2 separate regions of the Rattus norvegicus genome follow, and region 2 is linked to region 1. The links are chromatin contacts, called in public Hi-C maps. All regions are on one chromosome and are shown on one strand. The core of a region is the stretch at or near the end of the contact, and the rest is flanking DNA. Distances in the headings are between cores, read along the strand shown. Region 1 has its middle 20 kb from the start of Coro2b. Region 2 overlaps Itga11 (integrin subunit alpha 11).

Region 1 (4,576 bases), core at 857-3,356:
TTTATTATATTTGAGACAGAATGTCTTAGTTAGGCTTTTATTGCTATAAAGAGACACCATGTCCAAGGTAGCTCTCACAAAGGACAACATTTAATTGGGGCTGGCTTACAGTTTCAGAGGTTTAGTCCATTACCATCATAGTGCAAAACATGGCAGCGTGCAGGCAGACACGGAACTGGAGAAGGAGCTGAAAGTTTCCCATCTTGACCTGCAGGCAGCAGAAGGAGACTATGTGACTTCACCCCAAAGCCTCCCTCCACAGTGACACACTTCTTCCAACGAGGCCACGCCTTCTAAAGTGCCACTCCCTTTGGCTTTCAAACACATGAGTCTGTGGGGGTCATATGTACTTAAACCACCATGCAGGGTCTCATTATGTAACCCTGGCTAGCCTAGAACTCACTGCGTAGACCAGGCTGGCCTCCAACTCACAAAGATCCACTTGCCTCCTCCTCTTCTAGGATTAAAGGTGTGTGCTTCCATACCTGGTAGGAGAGAGTATTTTTTTAGGGTGGTAAAATAAATTACTGTTCAGTTTACCCTAGCATTCACACTTCAGTGTTTTCACAAATGTACCCCCAGAGTTGGGTGTGAGGATGTTTGCAGGTAACTGTCACTTCTCTGATTTGCCATACAGCTGAGACTTTTTTCTCTAGCTGTGTTCTGGTCATTTTCAGATCTCACAGTCACCTTCAAGTCTTCTGGATATTGGGCAACTTGAAGATGGAGGAGGTCCCATAGCATCCCCTTCCTCAGGGTGGGGTGAACTCTGCCTGTGCTTTAGAAATTGGAGATGAAGGTTGAGAACACAGAGCTGTTTTCTAGATCCTGGCCAGTGCTCCACTTCAGAGATTCCATCTCCATCAGTTTCTGGAACCTTCTGGTTGGGACTACAGTGGGAGGTGACTGGTGGTGCATCGTTTGAGGACTGACTATAAGCTGGACCCTGGCAGTCACAGTTCTCTGTGGAGTGTCTTCTATCTAGTTCCAAGTATTTCCCACCTCCTGGGGGTTTTGCTCAGAGACATTGGGATCCTTCCTACAGCTACCCCAGACTTCAGGCTCCCTACCACCATATGGCCAATGGTGCCACCTGCTGGCAAACACAAAAGTTCCAGATTACCTGTTCTTTCTTTGCCTTCCCCACAGTGGGATGGATGAAGTCAGCCCTCAGTTCACCTCAGAGTCGAGCCCACCCTCTGAGCTCTTCCTTCTGCCCCTCCATCCCATCGCTGCTGTTCTCAAGTCTCACGGGGACAGTCCTTTCTGCTGAAGCCAGTGGTCTTTTCAGTACTGTAGTGTGACTCAGCCACCTCTCTCTATGACCTTCAGTGGTCCCCTCTTGTTCCCTGGGACACCCGGTGTGATTTGGCCACTGCCTTCCTCTCCTCACTGCTGTTGGTTTCTACCTCCTCTCACTGTCTATCCCTCACCACCTCGCTACATACAGCACAGTGGACCAGAGGCAATCATCCTGGCCTTTGTCCAAGTAGGTTTCTCTGTTCCTTGAGGGACTCATCCCCGATTCTGCCAGACATCACCTCCTCTGAGAAAAACTTCCTAGCCCCTATTAGTTTTCTGTGGCTGCTCTAACAAATGACCGCACATTTGATGCTTTGAATGAGACCGCTGTATTCTTTCCCAGCACTGAAGGTCTGAAGTCCAAAGCAGAGGGCACCATACATGCCTCACAGCTCTCCTGCCTCTTGTTTCCCCTATCCCATCTCTCGCTCTAGTTCTTGCTCCTTCTTGGAAGACCTGTGGTTACATCCAGGGAGACCAAAATGATCTGGGTAACTCCCCAACATACAGTCCCTAATGTAGTCACAGCTGCACATTCCCTGTGCCTCCGCAGGTACTGCTCAGGGCTCTGGAGAGGAGAGCATGGCGTCTTGGGAGAGTGTTACACAGACCACCCCTTCCCCTTTCCCTCCCTCAGATGAGGAGGGTCACCCTTCTGTGACTTCATGGTTTTCGGGTCAGACACATTCACAATTACTTGTCTGACTACCCTGCTAGTTACTGCCTGGGACAGTGGGACCCTACCCGCCTTCCCTATGTTCTGGGGCCTGGCTGAGTGCTTGCAGGGTAGGCACTAAGGCTGCATGTTTGTTGAATGAATGCGTGTGTGAACGGTAGTCTGGAGGCAAGCTGACTACGGTGTGCAAAGCATTTGATTCTGTGCTGCAGGATGGTACAGAAGGCAGGAGGTGCAGTGGGAAGGGTCGTAACCTTGCTTTGGGGCCTTCCATATGTGCAGGAGGCCGCGCGAAACAGGGGGAGGGACACCCAGCCAGCTGGTGTACTGGGACTGGAGCTCGCAGGCACACTCTGCATACAGTCTCCCTCTGATGGGGCTGTTACCGGGGCAACAGAAGAAGTTGGTTGCCCAGCAACAATGCTCTGCTCCCCCAGTCCTTCTTATGGGTCTTTCTTTCCCCTGGGAGGTTTGTATCCTTTCTAGATCGTGTCCATGCTTAACAAAAATGGATGTCCTCTGTCCAAATTCCAAGTGAGGAGGGGAAAAGGCAATTCATGAGACTGTGGTGGTCGGGGTCATGGCTAAGCATCAGAATGGAAGAGAATAGGGGTGGCCTAGGTGGGGAGACAGAAGACATTTGGGCTATTTTTTTTCCTGTGTACTTTTTTCTTTTCCATTTGAACCAAGAGAAACTGGAAGGGGGTCAATCCAGGAGGCAGGAGACCTAGATCCATCGCCCGGTCCAGACTCTGGCTTCTGGAATATACTGGTCAAATGACCAGTTGAGTTGTTGAGATCCCAGTATCCTGTCTGTGAGAAGAGAGCTTGGCCAAGCTAATAACAAGGCCCCCTTGGACCTCAGGCAACCTGGAGGGCACAGGCAGCCTTTTTCTATGACTGGTCCTTACTTGGCCAGTCTTGTGGCATCCTGGTCCGTGGAGCAAAGAGAAGGCAAGGGCCCCTGGACTCTAACCCTCAATTCTTTTTGAGAGGACCCCAGTCTATTCTTTATATGTCATCTCCCAGAAGATTACTATAAAAGGCCATTGTCACATTTTAATAGGTGAAAACTACTTGTCTATGCCAAGTATTTTACGGTCTCTTCAACTTGATTTGCTCTTATAGAAATTATTTTAAAACACACTTTGGTCTTAGGACTGTAGAGATGGTTCAGTGATTAAGAGTGCACACTGCTTTCACAGAAGACCTAGGTTCAGTTTTCATTTATCTACAGTAGGCTTCTCATGGACACATGTAATTCTAGCTCCCTCTTCTGGTGTCTATGGGTACCTCCACTTACATGCATGCTTGCGTGCGTGCGTGCGTGCGCTCAGGCATGTATGTACACATATAATGCATTCCTATATATATATATGCACAATTTTCTTAATCTAACAGATGAGGCCCAGGTCTCCAAACATCTGTGAGAGCCCTGGGTCCCTGATTCCTCACTATCTGAATTCTCTGTTGGAGATGCCAGGGGTCTGTGGTGTCTTACTGTAGAAGAAGGAAGTTAACACAGGCTCTGGAGGAAGCTAGGTGTTCAGTCAAGGCCTTGCTGGGGCTGTGGGCACAGCAGGGTGAGAGAGGGTGGAGGCCTGATCTCAAGAGAGCAGGGAGGCAGAGTGGGAAGTGAGTCTGCCCAGGAGGACTTCTGCTTCTTCCACTCCCAGAGAATGACCAGGGACAGAAGCTATGGGGACCCTGCTCAGCCCTGTGGGGACTCGGAGGTTGAAGATCTCAGAGATGAGAACAGCTGCCTGTATCCCCAGGCTGTGCTGTGAGCCAGCAGGGGAGCCTTCCGTGGAGTAGCAGGTACACCTCAATCTTTACCCCCTAAGAGTTGGGACCTGGACAGCTTAGTGGCAGTGTCTGCATGGGTTGGGGAGGTGGATTACACAGAGGAGCGCCAGAGAGCACTTCAGTCCCTGTCTTGGACGTGGCTGTTTTGAGGTCATACCTTGGGCTCTCCATCACTTCATCTCTAACTGCCCATCCATGGGTTTGTGTTCCTGAATTCTGTAAGAAAGCAAGCTGAGCAAGCCAGGAGAAGCAACCCTTCCATGGCCTCTGCATCAGCTCCTGCCTTTAGATTACTGCCCTGAACTAGTTCCTGCCTTCACTGCTTTTGATGATGAACTGTTAAATGGAACTGTGAGTGAAATAAGCCCTATCCTTCCCAAGTTGCTTCTGGTCATGATGTTTCACCACAGCAATAGTGACCCTGACTGAAACAATTACCAAGGGGCAGGCAGTCTGGGCTCCTCTATGACCTCAGAGGCAGAAAATTGCATCTCCATCCAGACCCAGATCAATTGCTCTGAGAAGCAGGTCATCCTGACCTCAATGGTTATCTGTGTTCAGCGGGCATCCTACACCATCCTGGAGTGGGAAGCCTGAAGAAGGAAGGCTAGGAGTAGGAACAGCATCTGGAAGGCAGGTTTGAACCCTGGCTGTCACAGCTGGTGGAAAGTAGTAAGCACTTCTTGGTCTCAGTGGAGAGCCCTCTGGAAAAGGAGAGAGCTATACTCTCCATAACTTCTTTCTGTCCGCTTTGCTCCGCCACAAATCTACCCACCACAAACCCACCCAATG
Region 2 (4,400 bases), core at 1,582-4,081, 220 kb after region 1:
ACACACACACACACACACACACACACACACACACACACACACACACATATCAGGTTCTTTGTAGTTCTACCTGTCTTGGAATTCACTATATAAACACCACACTGGCCTTGAACCCACAGAGATCCACCTGCCTCTGCCTCCCAAGTGCTGGGGTTAAAGGTGTGTACCACCATTTTTTTTTCCTTCTCCTAAGTTTTTTTTTAAAGATTTATTTATTTATATGAGTACACTGTCACTGTCTTCAGACACATAGAGAGGGCATCAGATCCCATTACAGATGGTTGTGAGCCACCATGTGGTTGCTGGGAATTGAACTCAGGACCTCTGGAAGAGCAGTCAGTGCTCTTAACCTCTGAGCCATCTCTCCAGCCCTCTCCTAAGTTTTTTTAAAAGGCAGCTTCCTTGATGGAACACTTGCCTGGCAGACACAAACCCTTGGGTTCAGCCCCAGGACCACAGAAATCAAGAGTAGAGGTGGCACACGCTTGAGAAGTGGAGACAGAAGGGTCAGGAATTCCAGGTCCAGGGCTAGGAAAATGCCTCCATTTGTAAAGTGTTTACCTCACGAACATGAGGGCCTGGGTTCATTTCCTATGTAAAGCATCTGTTCAGGGTCATGCACTTAGGTAAAACCACAGCTTGGAAGTAGAGATGGAAGGCTCCCTGGGACTTGCTAGCCAGGCAGTCTAGCCAAATCAGCTAGCTCCAGGCTTAGTGGGAGACCTGGTCTCAAACACTGTTCTGATGGAGAGTGACTGAGGAAGACAGCTGATGTAAACCTCTGCCCATTAGATGTGCACATGCATGTGTGCACTCGAGTCCTACAGTAAAAACTAATGTTGAAAAGGCAGTTCAACAATAGCATGGAAAGAAAGGGGGTCCGTGACTTCAAAAGGGAGCAAGGTGGGGTCAGAGAAGGGGGTAGAGAAAGGAGGCGATGCAATTTTAATCCTAAAAATTAAATATATACTTATATTTAAAAGGTAGATCATGGTCATTGTTGGCTACATAGCAAGTATAAGGTCAGTCGACCCTAAACCCCACCCCCAAAAGAAGAAAAGGAAGGAAAACAACAATTGAAACAGGCCTCCTGGGTTCAACCCTAAGTTCCCCAAGTGACCCTGGGGCTCAGAAGTCATACCTGCAACAGACCAACATGGGGGGGGGCATTTGGCAGAAATGAGGATCAGCCAAGAGGGCTGTCAAAGAGTAGCTTGCGTGGAGGAGAACTGGGGAGAGCAGACAGCTAATGCCACAGAGAGCACAGCTCATGGAGCCCATACCACTGTTCAGCCAGTCAGAGGTCAACTGGGCAGAACTAGCTGTTGTGAGACAGCTGTACCACATGTCCCTTCCCACATCTCCCAAAGGAACAGATGTGGCCCCACCCTGCACATGTGCCACCCTTTGCCCTGGGCTGCTGTCGAAACCCTGCAGCTGTGACAGTATTGCCCTGGTCCTCTCCCCTTGCAGGTCACGTTTGAGATCTCCAAGCAAGAAGACTGGCAGGTCCCCATCTGGATCATCGTGGGCAGCTCTCTGGGAGGCCTCTTGCTGCTGGCCCTGCTGGTCCTGGCACTGTGGAAGGTGAGGCTCCTGTAGGGAGGGGACAGGAACAGCATCTCTGTCTGAGGAAGACACCTGTCAGCCTCTGCCTGCTACATGAGCACATGCATGTGTATACTCGCTCATGCCCCACAATAGAAAATAATGTTTAAAAGGCAGTTCAACAGTAGCATGGAAAGAAAGGGGGGCCATGACTTCGAAAGAGAGCAAGGTGGGGTCAAAAGCAAGGTGACCTCAAAGAAAAGCCCAAAGGGGGATGCTAACTAGGGCTTGGTGACCCAGCTTGACTTCTTGTCTCTTGGCCCAAGACTCCACCCGTTTGGCTTTAGTCCACACGCTGAGTTAGGGAGTAAGGGTACTCAAGGTGAGCTGGGGAGGAGGGGTATTTAGGGAAGCCCTCTTAAGGAGAAAACCTGAGAGGCTAACAGAGGACCAGCAAACCTCGCCTAGCCTGTCCACTCCTGATACTTTCCACTTTGCCTCCCCACAGCTTGGTTTCTTTAAAAGTGCCAAGCGCAAGAGGGAGCCCAGCCTGGGCCCCGTCCCCAAAGAGCTGGAGTGAGGATCCAGAGGAAGCTTCAAGTTGATGGGGGCCAGACACCAGTCCAGGGGTGTGTGGGCCCAGGCCTGTGGCCTCACAGAGCTGGAGCAAAGAGGACACCCGTGGACTTTTGCATTGAGCTCGTCTCTGGAACGATGGTAACTGATCCCTGTGGGATGGACCTCAAGCCCGTGTCCAGAGCAACTTCTCTACTAGAGGTTATGACGCTTCCAGTACAGATCCCTAAAGACTAAAAGGGACCCTTCGAAGCCTTCCCCCAAGGCTCCGTGGAGGCAATCTGCTGCCCCAAACACTAAGGTGCTAGGGTTGTTTTTATCTTGCCCACTTCTGAAGAAACGCAAGGGGAAGCTAGCAAATACACGCCCACTGTACACGCCCTATCTAGACCTAGAGTTTCAGGACTCCAAGGCCCGCAGCATAACATCCCCACCTCTCACCCCTGCTCTTGGTTCCCAAGCACAGACATCCCTTCTCCATAGATAGATCCCAAAGATCTCCATGAGTGAACGAGAGTTGTGTGGCTTGATATGACAGCTGCAGGCCAATGGTGGAAACGCATCCAGGGACTGTGCCAGATGGTCAGGTGGGAACCAGGATGCTGGGTACCTCCGGAACATCGGAACATCGGAAAGCGGTAGAGCTCTCCAGCAGTAACCACCACCCACTCACTCCTGCTCTCCTGCCTCCCCCGCAGCTCCTCTCAGCAGCTTTGGTTGCTAGGCAACTCATGCTAGGAAGTCTGAAGATGATAAAAATCTGTGGCTCTCCATACCCACTTGTCTGACAACTGCAGCTTGTCCCTGGCAGGCGCACTGTGGTTGGAAGCCTCTGTTCTTTGCATCACACACAAACACACACACACACACACACACACACACATACACACACGCCCCCGTGCGTGCACACACACACGCGCACACACGCATGCATGCATGCACACGCACTCACGTGCACCCATATACTCATACACCTCCCAGGCACTAATGCGTGGGGGAAGGGCTCCTGTGGAGGCGCTGTACAGAGGCCTTCTTGGCATGCACTGAACAAATCCCATGCAAGGCCACTCAGAACCTTAAACCTCAGAGGCAGATAGGCATCTCACTGGCCAGCTCTCGGGACAAGCCCCAAGGACAAGGGGCATGTCGGATGCCCAGCAGAGTAATTTATGCCTTAACCCTTTGTTGAGATGGAAATCGTCAGATCAATGTTCCCTTGTCATCTGTTTCATCTGAACAATGTCATCTGTTCCCCTGTGCAGTACGACCTTTACTGTCAGAAATATATTTAAGAAAATGTTCTAAAAGGTATTTTAAAACAACCAACAACAGACATTCCACTCTGTGACAAAGCAAGGCTGCATTCTGTGACAAAGCAAGGCTGCATTCTGTTTTAAAGAGGAAAGGGAGGGGGGTTGGGGATTTGGCTCAGTGGTAGAGCGCTTGCCTAGCAAGCGCAAGGCCCTGGGTTCAGTCCCCAGCTCCGAAAAAAAAGAAGAAAAAAGAAAAAAAAAGAGGAAAGGGAGGAGGGTGTCTGCTCATATCTAAATGTTGGGGTCAGTCTTGTCCATGACATAGCCATCTCTCTCCCAAGGTCTACCCGGCCTCTCTTGCTCCGACATCTCTGCATCTTGGTAGTGGTGCACTGCTCGCCCACCATCATCACCACCTTTGGCCAGGGGCTCCCTCACTCAGGTTCCCAGACCCTCCAGGCTGGCCCTTCAGTGTCAACCCTCCCACACACTGACTTAGAGAGAGACCACTCTTGGACACAAGCATCTCCATTCTATGCTTGTACTGGTAATTCATTTTTCAGAACCCTAACAAATAATTTAGAAAGTATTTGGGTCTTTTTTTTTTAAGTTTATGAATGTGTGTGTGTGTGTGTGTGTGTGTGTGTGTGTGTGTGTGTGTACACGCATGTGTACACATGGGCATGTGCACATGTGCACATGTGCACACAGGTGCCCAAGGTGGCCAGAAGAGGGCAGTGCAACCATTCTCCACAGCAAAATTAAGACTCAAACCCAGGACCGCCATCTCCCCAGCTTCAGAGGGACTAAATTGAAGGCCAAAGGTAAAACAAGTAGAACTCAGCCCTGAGCTCAGAAGCCCACTTCCCTCTAACAGAATATCAGTGGTCGCCCGATGTGGTCACTGGTGAAAAGAGAATGAACAGACCATACTCAAAAACATGTGACTTGACTAACGTTTTCTCTCCAACCCCGTCAGCTCTCACGAGAGTGCTGCTTCGGAAAGCCCGGTGCTGACAGGTT

Evidence for each region. Hi-C and Micro-C count contacts between places; a contact is called where the count stands out from the background.
Region 2: a Hi-C map of the Rat2 cell line shows a contact between it and region 1, with 5 times the contacts expected there. The contact joins two enhancer-like sites. A contact is called at or near these places in 4 of 12 Hi-C or Micro-C datasets (the A7r5 cell line, the Rat2 cell line, Schwann cells and 1 more).

The regions. Positions count from the first base shown.
Region 1 is chr8:71,930,420-71,934,995 of GRCr8, forward strand. No RefSeq gene overlaps it. Among named protein-coding and RNA genes, the nearest start is that of Coro2b, 20 kb to the left of the region's middle. Within about 2 kb of position 2,107, at least 29 of the 93 cell types and tissues checked have an H3K27ac peak or open chromatin away from gene starts, as enhancers often do.
Region 2 is chr8:72,146,175-72,150,574 of GRCr8, forward strand. It overlaps Itga11 (integrin subunit alpha 11), which reads left to right. Exons shown (of 30, transcript NM_001413793.1): 29 at 1,474-1,587; 30 at 2,057-3,963. The coding sequence ends at 2,128. Among named protein-coding and RNA genes, the nearest start is that of Fem1b, 26 kb to the right of the region's middle. Within about 2 kb of position 2,832, at least 34 of the 93 cell types and tissues checked have an H3K27ac peak or open chromatin away from gene starts, as enhancers often do.